Linked DNA regions of Canis lupus: region 1 is linked to region 2. The links are chromatin contacts, called in public Hi-C maps. All regions are on one chromosome and are shown on one strand. The core of a region is the stretch at or near the end of the contact, and the rest is flanking DNA. Distances in the headings are between cores, read along the strand shown.

Region 1 (3,689 bases), core at 104-2,603, 140 kb before region 2:
CTTTCAAAAAGAAAGTCATTGACCACTTCTGGAGTTTGCTAGGATGTCAACTCATTATTTTGAAAATTAATAAAGAAAAAAAGGTAAGCATTAAAATTAATTACTTGATGACATTATTTAATGCATTTTTGTAGGCTGTGCATGACCAAAGTCGATTTGGCCAAGTTTGTGGTGTAAGACTTCAATATATTTTCCTACGATGTCAATTTTTGCCTTCCAGTGTGATTACGAAACTAAGCTTGCCTAATTTTGCTTTTTCTATAATTTCTTAAGAATGAAATTATTCAGTATGGTCTTTTGTATTTGACTTCTTTCACATGGCATCTTGTATTTGGCATTCATTCATGTAGAAATATTTTGTTCCCTTTTATTGCTGAGTAATATTGTATTGTATATGGTTACCACAGTTTGCATACCCATTCACTAGTGCTTTTCCTGTATCTGCTAAAATGATTGTATTGGTTTTTTACTTTATTCTATTAATATAGTGAATTACACTGGTTGATTTTCAGATGTTAAACCAACTTTGAATTCCAAGGATAAACTCCATGGTCATGATGTCTTATCCTTTCAAGTGTTATTGGGTTTGATTTACTAAAATTTTGTTCAAGATTTTTGTGTCTATGTTTATAAAGGATATTGGTCCATAGCTCTCTTTTCTTTTGACATCTTACACTGATTTTGGTATCAGGGTAAAACTGGTCTCATAAAACAAATTCAGAAACGTCTCTGCAATGCCAGTCTAATGCCTTGCAGAACTTTGAGAAACATTAAATTATGTATATTTTAAATATATGTTTCAAATATAAATAATCTGATCTTGTTCATTCTTTTCCTAAGTTCCATATCAAACATACCCTATTCACCTTCAAGCCTAGTTTGAAGTTGGCTGAATTAGTGCGTGATTTGTAATCACAGATTTTAGGAAATTAAAAGTAAGTAACTTCAGCGACTATTGTCACTAGATATCTAAAAGGGGAAACTGAGGCCCTCTGAAATTGCCACACTCTCCCAGAACACACTCACTCTTACAAGTCTCCATCACCTAACTAACATCCATGACAAGCCTTTATAGGGTAGGAATCGTTATCAAGTGCCGGCTGTGCATACACTTACACTATAAAGTTGGTGTGTATGCTTACTGCCCCCCCCCCCGCCCCGCCCCGACTATAAAGGCCCACACTGTTCCTACTGACAGGATCCAAAGAGGGAGCAGCCAAACAATGAAACTCCAGGACCGTGTGGCTTGGGGGTTACTAGTTGAACTGGGCATGCTCAGTCACCAGGCAGATTTTTTTCGGTGAAGTGGAAACTACAACAGCGCTTACCGTGTGCGCCGGGGTGGGCGTGCCCTCGTGGAATTTAGAATGTTGCCGCAGCCAATGGGGCCTCGCGGCCGGCTGCCGGGGCTCCTCATTGGAGGAGCGGGGAGGCGAGCGAGTAGAGGGCCCCTGGAGGGAGCCGCCGAGGTGCAGGTCGGAGAGGCCGGGCTACGCCGTGCCCTGCGCGTGAGCAGCTGCAGCGGCGGCATCCAGCGGCGGCGTCTGCAGTTCCAGCCCGTTGCTTTACTTTTTAGCCGCACGAACGTAATCATTATGCCGAAGAGAAAGGTAAGTCTTCCCCCCCCCAAAAAAGATTTCAAAGGCCTCCAAATTGTGCTTACAGCCGATCTGGTCATTGCAGTGGATTGCGCGGAATGCGCTTGGGAGTAAGTCAGGAATTGCGAATCCCTTTGCTTCTCCACGCTTGTTTTCAGATGCCTGTTGCAGAGCTTCCCTCCCTCCCTCCCTCCCTCCCTCCGTCCGTCCTTATCGATTCCTCAGTGTTACTTTCTCTCCAGCGACGCGGCTTCCCTTCGTTTTGAACTCCTGCTAGCTGGAATGGTTTCCACCTCGAACAAGAAGCAGCAAAAGAGCCTTCCATTCCCCCTCTTCTAGGAGGGGAGTTTCCTCTTTGAAACTGCCGGGTTGCGATTAGCGTGGAGAGGAAGCAGTGTTGGGGAGGGGGGAGCGGGGAGCGGGGGGGTGAAACAAGTCCGTGCATGGGGAGATCCTAATAAATACATAAACAAACAAACAAGTCGGGCAGATGTTGGGGTTATTCCCAGGTGGGCCTAGCCCGCTGCTGGGCGCGCCGCGTCGGCTCTGAGGCCAAGGGAAGGGAAAGCCATGTTTAAAATAGCACTCACCCCCCTGCTCGCCTCCGCTGCAGACCCGTATGTACCAACTCCAGTGTCAATCAGGGCTGGGGCCGGCGCAGGCGGGGCCGGGCGGCCGGGACCTGCGGGCGCTGCGCGGCGGGCGCGGAGGGCGCGGAGGGCGCGGCGGAGCTGGCCGCGGGCCGCACGGGACGGCGCTGCAGGCGCCCGCTGTGGCCGCCAAGGGCAAGGGCCGCGGCCCCTCTCCGGCCGCCCTCACCCACACGCGCTCGGGAAAGGCGGGCTGCGCGCGCTCCCGCGCCCCTCGGGGCTCCCGGGGACCTGGGGGCTCGGACGCCCCCTTCCGCGCGGGCCGCGGGCCCAGGGGTCTCGCACGGCGGAGCGCGTGGCCCCCGAGCGCGGCCGCCCCCGCTCGCTGCCCCGGGGAGGGCCGGGGAGGGCCGGGGAGGGCTCTCCTCCGCCCTCCGAAGCCGCGCGTGCGGCCGCTGTGACCAGGGGGAGCCTGGCACCCTCCACGGCTCGCCAGGGCTGTAAACCAGGCGGTGCCTTAAACGTGAGGCAGAATTACGAATACCTGCCCCGCTTTATGATCAGCTACAGAAGTGCATGCCTCCGTTGAAAATACGGAAGTTTTAAAATTACAGGAGCTTTTTTTTTTTTTGCCTTCCTACTTGCCATTATGGAGAATGTGGTGGGGAGCTGGCCTCCTCCACTTAAAAAAAAAAAATGCAACAGAAGTTTGTTGTTGTTCATCTTAGAGTTTATTGTGCACCTACTGTGTGCTTGGGAAGAGTTTGACTTGCCCTAGTTCCTTTACTGCTCACTCACTACACCTTGAGAGGCTTAGTTAAGGCCATTGCGCTAGGGCTTAAAGGCAGGAGTTACCCAACATTTCACCGACCAATGACTAGAACCAAAGATTTAATTAGATACTGTAGGTTCAAAGTCCCTACTTTAGAACATTATTTATTCATTCTCTTCATTTAGTTGTGGGTGGGTCAAGACGAATTTAGGAAATGCAAAGAGATTAGGAGCCTGAGAAGATGGATGGCATATTAAGAGTACTAATACTTGACATTCATCACTTGAATTTAATGTTTATGAGAATTTTGTTTTTCAGCCCTGTTTTACTAGAACTAGGGTATTTAAATTGATGCCACCATTTTCAGCATTCATCTGAGCTTTCAGTGACTAGGTTGGGAATTCTAGTAGAGTCGAAAAAACTAACCATCAAGAAATGAGATATAGAGTGAATTAATGCCATCCCTTTTCTTGAGAATTATTAACAAATCTAAATGAACAAAAAGGTGTGCACAAACCCATTATTACAACAGACCTTGATGTACTAGAGTCCCTGATGTTATGGCCAGAGTTGGGGAAACCATTCTTACTTGCCCTCACTGTCCACCTTTCCTAAGCAGAGGGGAAGAAAAGAAAAACGGTAGAGGAACTGGCTTTTGGTTATTGTTTTGTTTCTATGGAAGGCAAGGAGTTCCTATGAAGACGGCAGCCAGGTGTACAAGCACCTAAA
Region 2 (3,719 bases), core at 591-3,090:
CAAAGAGGTTTAGGCTTTTTTTTTTTTCCCTCTTCCTCACGTGTAGGATGATTTCTGGATATTTAGTACAGGGCATCACACCGGTGCAGTCTTGCAGTGCAACCCAAGGCAGTTGCAGCAAGTATTTCTCACTAGCAATGTTAAGGAGCGAGAAGGGAACAAGGCTTGAGGAAACAATCTAGAAAGCCATAATACAGCTTGTTGGTCCTTTACTCACAAATAACCTTTTTAGAAAGGATACATAAAATGCAGGTTATTATCTAAAATTTTAAAGGAGAATCTTTTGTTAAATGTTAACAAAGAACGACTATCCTAATTCCCTTTAAAATGCAATCCTTAAAAAAAAAAAAAAACCCAACTATCAAGTCTTTTTGAAAAGTGCTTAAATCATCTGGAGATAAATATCACTTGGTGTCCTTGTTTTCTAACAAATGGCTTTTTCTATTGTTTCCATTAATTTCACCCATATTCGTTTAAAAAAAAAAAAAAAACCAACAACAAGGCCCTTACCCTCATCAGCGAAACACAGATGTATGATTTAGCAAATAAAACCGGTAATTACATACTAATTTACGAAAGATTAATTTTTTTCTCTTTTCGTCAGTTTTCAAGAAGTCTTCCCGTGATTAACTGTAAACAAGAATGGTTTACACCTCAAATTAGAAGCCATTAATTAGCATGACGAAGTCAACTGTAAGATACACAGATAATTTAAATTATTTAATCACTAATCACCTTGGCTAAACTGTAGTATACTCTTTCAATATCCTTCGGTGGGTTATTGATCTGTCAGTAAATTACCTCCAGATCAGTTAGAGATAAATATTAGCTTTCTTTCCTTTCTCTCAGGTTTACATTATTCCTTCTTGTAAACACTTAGAAGAGCTTTAAGGTTCTTTAATCCCAAATCCCTAATTAGCCATCACTAGCCCTTTTGTAACCAGGAAAAAGAGTAACTGAAGTACAGACCAGGAGTTCGCTTTGCCCGTACCACAATAAAAAAAAATAATAACTAAAAAAAAAAAAAAAACCCAAAAAACATTTTTTTTTTTTTTTTTACATGTAAAATGCTTAAGACGACGGCAATAATAAAAGATATATACGCAGAGGTGGCTTCGGCAGATAACGGGCTTGCAAACGCCAAACGCTCAACAAAAAGAGCCAGACCTCTATTGCAATACACGGCACTCCAATAAATTACACAACACTTTGCATAGGCTGCAGAAATAACGCAGGACAAGACTTACACAGATGCCAATCCGCAGCATTTATACACATGCACATGGCAAGAGACAGAAACCAAACACTATCATTCAACTCGGGCCGGGGAGCGCGATCCCGAGTTCGCCCGGCGCGAGAGGGCTCTCTGCGTGTGTGCCTGTGTGCGCGCGTGAGAGGGAGCCCCATCCTCGGGGCATTTCCCCTCTTTGGGCAGTTTTGCTTCATTTGTTTCCCATTTCTGCTACATAGAAACTAACTTCCATCTCAGCCCCAGCCAGCGCCGCTGAATAGAGCCTGTGCTGCGGCTCCGTGTGCGTCAGATCCCTCCGCGGAGCCGTCCCCGGCCCCCCTCCCTCCCGCGGGCGGCCTCCACAGAGAAAGCGCCTTTCAGCCAACCGGCGGCTCCGGCTCCGACATCTTCTCCGACTGGAAATAAATAAATAAATCGCACCTTTGGCCGGGGAGGCGGGGGCAGGGGTCTCGCCGCCCGGGGCGCGGGGGCGCGGGGGCGCGGGGCCCAAGGCACTCCTTTTTGTGCGCCGGGGGGCGGGGGCGGGGGCGGGGGCGCGGGCCGAGGACGGGGCCAAGCCCGGGCCGCGAAGGCGGCGGACTCCTTTCTGCGGCGGAGGGATCCGCGGCGGAGGCGGCGGCGGCCGTAGCCGCTGCCTGAGAGTTGTTGTTTCCTCCTCCTCCTCCTCCGCCTCCGCCGCCGTTGCTTGAATGGTGGAGCCGAGGCTGGGCTCGTGAACACACAGTGACAGCTATAGGGCAGGCGGCGGCACCATCCCCGCTTCCCCTCGGCGGCGGGGTGTCCCGCCGGCGGCCCTGAAGTGACCCATAAACATGTCTTGTGAGAGGAAAGGCCTCTCGGAGCTGCGATCGGGTAAGTCGGGGGGCTGCTGGGGCCGCTGGCACCGGGCGATTCCGCCCGCGGTCCCCCGCCCCCCGCCGCCCGGCCGCTAAGCCTGTGTGTCTCCCCGTCCCCCTCTCCCGCGCAGAGCTCTACTTCCTCATCGCCCGGTTCCTGGAAGATGGACCCTGTCAGCAGGCGGCTCAGGTACGGCGGCGCGCGGCGCGGGCCGAGCCGGCGCTCGCTGCTCGCGGGCGTGGGGGAGGGCGGCGGCGGCGGCGGCGGCGGCGGCGGCGGCGGCGGGGCTGCGGCCCGGGGCGCGGGGCTCAGCTCTCCCCGCTTTGTTGTTGCAGGTGCTGATCCGCGAGGTGGCCGAGAAGGAGGTAAGGGCGGCGGCGGCCCGGCGCGTCTCGCCGCCGCGCGGCCGCCCCTGGGCCGCGCCGCCGCCACCGCCGCCGCCGGGGCGCGGGGCGCGGGGCTCGGGGTCCCCGCCGGGGCGCGGGGCGGGCGGGGGAGGGGAGCGGGCGGGCTGGGGCTGGGGGCCGGGCTCACGGGGCGTCCTCTCCCCGCAGCTGCTGCCCCGCCGCACGGACTGGACCGGGAAGGAGCATCCCAGGACCTACCAGAATCTGGTGAGACATTCACGTCGCGGAGCAAAGAAACTTTTCCCCGAGTCGAATAAAAATTGAATTTCCCGCAATTTTTTACAGAGACAAAAACTTGGCCCCAGAACGTGAAAGCTCCAAAGGCCACGGGGAGGGTTGGGAGGCCGGCGCGGGGGCTTCGGGGGGCAGTGGTCGGGGGGACCCGCACCCCGAGGCCGCGGGGGCTGCCGACAATTTATTTGTGATATTTTGTTAATGTGCTAGAAATAAAGATACGTCATGAGTGTTGTGCAGTGCAAGGCCGGAGGAGGAGGGGCCGGCGCGCGCGTCCGTGCGGGCGCGGGGGCGCGCGCGAGGCGGCGGCGGCGGCGGCGGCGGCGGGAGCGGCGCGAGGAAGGAGGGCGCGCTTGCTCGCTCGCTCGCCTGCCTGCTCGCTCGCTCGCTCGCTGCTCTGCACGCGCGGTCGGCTCGGCTTTCTCCTGCCCCACACAATAGCTGGTGACTAACTGCTCCGAAGTGGCATTAGCATTTCACAAGCAGGCTATTCACCCGCGGCGGAACCGTAGCTAGGCGATATTTTTATTTTTATTTTTTCCTCTCTCGATTCTTTTGCTCTCCTTAAATTCAGAGCTACGGTTTTTGTTTGTTTGTTTTGAGGGGTTCAGATGTATGATGATAGTTGGCCAGAGGCTCATCATGCTTTTTACCAGAACACATTCGCAGAAGTGCAAAAGCCTGTAACCTCGAAAAGCCAGGAGTTTTAACAGGCTTTTTCTCATGTTGCTAATTTTCGTTTTATGCCGCTTCTTTCAATTAAAAACTATTACTGGGGGGGGCCACAGAAAAGTTTTGATTTTTGCCCTTATATTTATTGTCGTACGGAACTTGGCAAGTAAAAGTTTTCAGTTTAAACTGGCGTATATTTTGTTTCATAGCTTGAAAAACATTAATGTGGGTTTTCAAAGCGATTATGTTTAGCAATTTCTAATAAATTGTCTTCTGAAAGTGGATCTACCAAGTAGTATAGTGTGACTGGAAAACTA

What was found. Hi-C and Micro-C count contacts between places; a contact is called where the count stands out from the background.
Region 1: a Hi-C map of blood shows a contact between it and region 2, with 2.1 times the contacts expected there. The contact joins the promoter of HMGN3 here to the promoter of PHIP in region 2. A contact is called at or near these places in 5 of 9 Hi-C or Micro-C datasets (amygdala, blood, liver and 1 more).

Annotation. Positions count from the first base shown.
Region 1 is chr12:40,368,167-40,371,855 of UU_Cfam_GSD_1.0, reverse strand. It overlaps HMGN3 (high mobility group nucleosome-binding domain-containing protein 3), which reads left to right and starts at 1,353. Exons shown (of 6, transcript XM_038554584.1): 1 at 1,353-1,610. The coding sequence starts at 1,368. LOC111098329 (a long non-coding RNA gene) reads right to left here and starts at 1,757. Exons shown (of 3, transcript XR_005367942.1): 1 at 1,329-1,757.
Region 2 is chr12:40,232,614-40,236,332 of UU_Cfam_GSD_1.0, reverse strand. PHIP (PH-interacting protein) reads left to right here and starts at 1,840. Exons shown (of 40, transcript XM_038554573.1): 1 at 1,840-2,104; 2 at 2,220-2,278; 3 at 2,425-2,454; 4 at 2,644-2,703. The coding sequence starts at 2,065.